Regions from separate parts of the Columba livia genome. Here region 1 is linked to region 2. A link is a contact called in public Hi-C data. All regions are on one chromosome and are shown on one strand. The core of a region is the stretch at or near the end of the contact, and the rest is flanking DNA. Distances in the headings are between cores, read along the strand shown. Region 1 overlaps TESK2 (testis associated actin remodelling kinase 2). Region 2 holds the start of TESK2 (testis associated actin remodelling kinase 2).

Evidence for each region. A called contact is a pair of places that touch in the nucleus more often than the background predicts.
Region 1: a contact with region 2 is called in a Hi-C map of liver, with 5 times the contacts expected there. The contact joins the enhancer-like site here to the promoter of TESK2 in region 2. A contact is called at or near these places in 2 of 2 Hi-C or Micro-C datasets (crop and liver).

Annotation. Positions count from the first base shown.
Region 1 is chr8:3,762,451-3,765,471 of bColLiv1.pat.W.v2, reverse strand. TESK2 (testis associated actin remodelling kinase 2) reads right to left here. Exons shown (of 11, transcript XM_065071530.1): 11 at 1-2,809. The coding sequence ends at 1,797. Among named protein-coding and RNA genes, the nearest start is that of MUTYH, 9.1 kb to the left of the region's middle. Within about 2 kb of position 1,516, at least 1 of the 3 cell types and tissues checked has an H3K27ac peak away from gene starts, as active enhancers do.
Region 2 is chr8:3,696,672-3,699,371 of bColLiv1.pat.W.v2, reverse strand. TESK2 (testis associated actin remodelling kinase 2) reads right to left here and starts at 1,264. Exons shown (of 11, transcript XM_065071530.1): 1 at 1,056-1,264. LOC135580077 (a long non-coding RNA gene) reads left to right here and starts at 1,369. Exons shown (of 2, transcript XR_010474213.1): 1 at 1,369-2,038; 2 at 2,577-2,700.

The DNA.
Region 1 (3,021 bases), core at 267-2,766, 66 kb before region 2:
CTGCTGCTCAGGTTAACGCATTTCACAAGAGGAAGTCATACTTACAACTCGCAGAATAGTCACCTACACCTCTGGAAAGACAGGCATCTCAGCCAAGAAAGGACTAGGGCTTTCTCCTTTTTGATAGGAAAAGAGTAGGAATAGTCTTGCTTCCATCAGAGAAGAGTTTACACTTTGCATCCTTACGAGAGAGCAGGAAGAGAGTGTAACAGGCTACCTGGGTGAAATTCTGGTCTTCCCTGCATCACCATCTGCTCAGCAGGCATGCAATGCATACCTCACTTAGGAATGATAATACAGGTTAAAAAAAAATCCCATGTTGTTGGGACAGAAGCAGAAAAGGGCAGGCTGGGGCACAGCCATCATCACAGATTAAGCTTTCCCATACATTACACCCCAGAGTGGGGAACTCTGATGCTGGTTCCAGCAAGCAGCATTAAAGCTCATGCAACTGCTTCTTTCATGTGTTCCTGCTGATAGAGGGGAAAAACAAAACAAAACAAAAATCAGCCTGTTCAGTGCCAGTAGAAGCCAATTAAGACAACAGCCTCCTTCTGTAGAAGAAAAAAAAGTTAATTTGGGACAAGCTAATTTTCTTCAGTTTGACAATGCAAAGCTCTCCCATGAGTCTGCTGTCTGTCCTCCAAGAGCACTTGTGTGGCTGCACCGCTGCTGGCCGCTTCCCCTGAGCCGGGGATTCCTGTCCTCTAGCACGCAGTCTGGTTTGAAATAAGGAGCCCTCACTACTGCAGTGATATCAGCGAGATGGGATGTCGCACCAGAGAGGGAGGTGAATGTGACCTTTCTAGCTTAGTGGGAATAGTCAACTATGATCTAGATATGGTATTTAACTAACTCTTCTGCAGCAACAGATCATGATGTCCATTCAGCTCTTCAGAGATAAGATCCTACACCCCTGAAAGCTGGTGCGTTCACTGGCAGTTCCTCCAGAAGCTCAGATATGACAATGCCTGGAATATGGTTCTCCTCTTGTGCCCTGGGCAAATCCTCCTCCTAGTTGAGGTGCATGAAAGGTGTGCAAGAAGGGGAGCAGCGATTAACACATCCTGCTTTCCTGCACTAATGTATTACACATCATTACCAAATCCCACGGGAAAACGAAACACCAGGGAACAGATTTGTCTTGTTAATTGCAAAGTATTTGTCATGTGATTCAGCTTGCAGATTGCAACCAGCATGAGGGGTTTTCTTTTTGCTGCTTTTGAAAGAAGAGCTTGTTTAATGCTGCCACAGCATTCACAGCAGCTCTGGGACCAGAGAACACTCCTATCTGCTCAGCATAGCTCTGAAAGATCTCTGTGCCCATTTCTAAAATAGAGGCTCTGACTTATGTGCTGCTGCAGAATATTAATGCAAGATCTGCAGTGGTTTAGAGCAGCTGGTCAGTCAGAGGAAGAGGGAAAACCTAAGGGTCGCTCTTTCTACCCAACATGGAGCTTAAGGCCTTGAAATGCTTCATGTTGGAACCCTGGTCAAACTGTTTACACGGTGGCTGCCTGCTGCCTCTCGGAAGGGCTGCAGGGCCCACAAGGCCGTTCTGGCTGGAGCAGTTCCCCCTCCTAATGCAAAACAGGAAAGGGAATAAGCACAGTTTGAAATAAAGTTGAAATAATCAGTCTCTCCAGACACTGTCTGCAGCTATCAGTTTGACAGCCAGTTTCTACCATCTGCGGAGCCTCTTTCAAATGTGAAGCCCAGCACTATAGAGAAAACACGAGTTTAAGCAACTGGGAACAAGTGTTCCCTCATGGACACATTCAGTTTGAGCCCTCTCTTCATATGTCACAAGCTGACTGCGTGGTGCCACTTGCTGAGATGTTGGAGGACATCTGAGACGACGGGGCAGGACTGTCCCCATCCTGCTCCCTGAAGGGCCATGCCTCTCTCTTCAGCTCAGTGCAAGGACTAACGCTGAACATAGGCTTTGTAGACTCTAGTGGAGTATTTTTCAGGTGGTCATCTTCCACCTCCATCTCCTCAGAAGGGAGACAACCCACGAACACTTGTGAGGAGCCATGTCCCTCAGAGTTCACTGAATTCTCAACTGGGAGCTTTTTGTAAGACAGCGGCTCAGGCTGGGCCAGCACTAATGGTTGATCGCTGGCTGGATCTCTGCACGTGTTCTCAATAGGGCAAAACCCATTTTCCTCCTGGGCCACTGGCCCATCTGAACAGTCCATATCCTCTTCTTGTCCTGGTACAGAAAGAAATTCTGACCTGTGAGGCTTGGCTTGAAAGGGGGGAATCTCTGACACACCATATTTACTGCTACTCAGGAGTTTTTGCCGAACCTCTGTGCTTAGCTGGGTTGGGTCGCACCTGCTGACAGTTGAAGACAGTCCCCCAAACAGGCCATACTCCTTGTGCGGCAATTCGGGAGAGAGTGGAAGCGATCTGCACCTCCTCCCAGGGAGAAGGGAAAATTCTTGCCAGTCTGTGCTGTATGCCTGCCGGAACTGGGACTGGCTGCCTTTCAGGCCTCCACCTGCCTCTGGAGAATGCAAATCAAACACAAGGGAGATCACAGACTTGCTTGGCATGTCAAAGAATTTGATTTTCCCTCCCTTGAGGTCCTCTCGGGCACTGAAGGGATTAACTTTCCGGCCTAACCCTTTATTTGGTGTATAGTAGGGGTCCTGCACGTTTATCTTCCTGGAAGGCTTGCGGGAGAAGATATCCGACTGGCTGCGTGACAGCCAGATATTCCGACGCGGACGGGGTGACTTGGGTGGGATCTTGTCATCCAGGGAACTCAAACGTTTTACTCCTGGTCCTTTTTCAATTGAGCCTGAGTAGAAGAAAAGAAATACTCTTAGCTTAAAGGAGCTATGTGCCTGCATGTCTGCTCACTACAGTTGTCATGAAGGGTCTGTAAAAGAAAAAGCTGCATTTCTGATGCTCCAAAGTATCTTCCATAAGCATGTTTCCTCATTCCTTACAAGGTCCTGCAAAAACAAGGACACCTTTCCCTCCTCCTCTGTGTATTATTGGTTTCCAGTG
Region 2 (2,700 bases), core at 15-2,514:
TATACTTCTGCAAGACTCAGAAAATGACATTTTTATTGGCCTATCAGGATATGGTATGCAACAATAATTTCCAAAGATGATGACTAAATGGAAAGGTTTATGGCTAGTCCACTGGGCATATCAGTTTCTCATAAAAAAGTCTTATCTTAGGTTGTAAATTCCACTGTCTAATTAAGTCCATGGAACTGTAAGTCTGTTGATCTTGCAGACAATAAAATATACTAGAACTCTGATCTCTACTTAAAAAAAAAAGTCATTTCAGTTGAAGCATAAAGGCTTCTCATAAATTAGCCTAAACATTAGCTGCAAGTCTCCTTTGGGGGGACAGAAAGAAAGGCATAAACTTAAATAAGATTCAATTCAGTACTCTCAAAATTTTAGATTTCAGCTATCAACTTTCATATCTATCAGAATATATAAACGGAAAGTCCTCCATACTTAATGCAAATACGGTTCCCACCCTCAAAGGAATGCAACATTAAGGGCGATCATCTGCATTTATACAGCACCTTTCATCTGAAAGCCATAAAGCAAACATATATGCACATACACCTGAACAGTCGAGCCTGTCATTAAAACATGATTCATGTATTTTTACAGGGTAGCACTTAAAATAGCAAAGCCGGAGCCAAAGCTTTCGCACTTCTTGGCAAAGTGACCATTTTCGAGGCAATCCTCATGTGGCTGGGCAGCGCTCCCAGCCGTGCTCAGGCAGACCCTTGCCCCCGGATCAGGGCACGGGTTTCTGCAGCCGGCTTTCCCCGCAGCGCTCAGGCGCCCTGCAGCCCCTGCTCCCCCTCACCCCCGGGGCGAACGCAGCAACCCCGCACACCTGCTCACCGAAACACATCGCTCAGCTCCCCGCGCTGCCGGGGGCGCGGAGCAGCGGGACCCCGCCGGCCGCCCCTTCCCCTCCGCTGACAGGCTGCCCTTCCCGGCGCGCTCCCGCCTCCCGCCCCGCCGCCTCCCGCACGGGCCTCCCCGGGGCCGCGCGGGCTCCCCCCGCCCCGCTCTCCGCTCGCGCCCCGCTCAGCCCCTCGCGCGCCGGCCGTTACCTGAGCGGCGGCGCCAGCAGGGCCTGCGGGCGGCGCGGGCTCTCATGGCCGCATACCCCACCGGCAGCCAAGCCCCGGCCCCTCAGCAGCGCGGCGAGGGTCTGCCCCGCCGCTGCGGCAAGCGAGGGGGCCCCATGTGAGGAGAGAGCCCAGCTGCGGGACCCGGGGCCGTGATCACCGCGGCTCCTCCTCCTCCCGCAGCCCCCGCCTCCTCCTCCTCACGCGTCCGCCCCCCCGCGGCGAGCGCCGCCGCCGAGCCGCCCACAGCACCGCCCCTCCCTAACAGCCAATCGTTGCGGGACAGGGCTAGATGGACGGCACCCCTCGGCCAATGGATTAAGGGAAATCAAGCGGAGGGACTCGCAGGTAGTCCACGAGAGTACTCCTTTTTAATTGGTCATGAGCCACTTGAGAGGCAGGCCGATCGTCCAACCAAAAGAGCAACAACAGCTCCCAAAACAAGAGCGGGAGCCAGTGAGAAGAAAGAGAGAGGGGCGTTGCTATGGGCGCCTCGCTTTCACTGGTCAGGCTTTGAGGACGGGTTATAAGTAAGCGAGTTAGCCAGTAAGACTGTGGCACACGCGGTGACGGACGGGCGGAGCAGCCAATCCCCGTGTGTTTATAGGCAGCGCTGGGCGGGAAGCTGTCAGCGGGACGGGCACCGCGACGGGTCCGGGAAGCGCAGGGATCGTTGTCCTCTCGTACTGCGGGTCCCGCCGGCTCTTCGCCCTAAAACCGGAGCAGCGCCGCAGCCAGTGCCGACAGCAACGCTCACCCCTCCGCTCGGGCAGCCGTTGACAGCCGGCAGGGGAGCACCCGGCTTCAGAGCGACCGTACCTGGGCTCCGTGGCAGCGCCGCTGCTGTTCTCACCTCCGCTCTGCCCCACAGGACTCACCCCTCTCCTCCTCACTCCAGCTCTCACGACTTCAGCATTTAACTCAAACTCGTCCTTGATTTTCCAGCCGCCTGCACCCCACTCGAGGTTTCGGTCACAGCGGGGGGCACAGAGCCCCTGCTCAGCCCCTGCCTGCAGCCCGCTCAGCGCAACCCAAATATCCTGAGCTTCTGGCTTCCCAGCTGTAATAAGTCTGTGATTTTTCGCATACAAACTATTTTTTTCAAATTATGGCTTATCCACATGCAGGCAGTTTGAAAAGTATAGAAAAAGGATACCTTTTTTCCTGCTAGGACACACTGCCAGACTTCAAATATCCATTCCAAAGCACGGCAGGACTAGAACATCTCATTAAATGGTGCTGAGGGGAGCTGGGGTTTGTTTTACATTGGCAAGGGACCGATTTTTTTCCCTGACCTCATCCTTGGCAGTGGTTGAGCTATTTTTACTGAACCTCTTTAAGAAACAAAGTTAATTTGCTGTAGAGTCTTGGACAGAATAACTGAATCCCAGTTAAAACAGCAGAAGGGTCTTGGACAGGAATGCATTGCTCAACCTTGCCTTGCCGTATTAGTAATATGTTTTCTCACTATCCTTCGTCACTGTTTACATCTAATCTTTACAGCTCAATCCAAAATGTGTTCGAGGGAATTTCATGTTGGAAACATCAGCACCAGCTCTACAAATAATATTGAATGAAGATTTACAGTTGGATTAAAATCTCCAGTCTGCAGTATATTGATTAATTT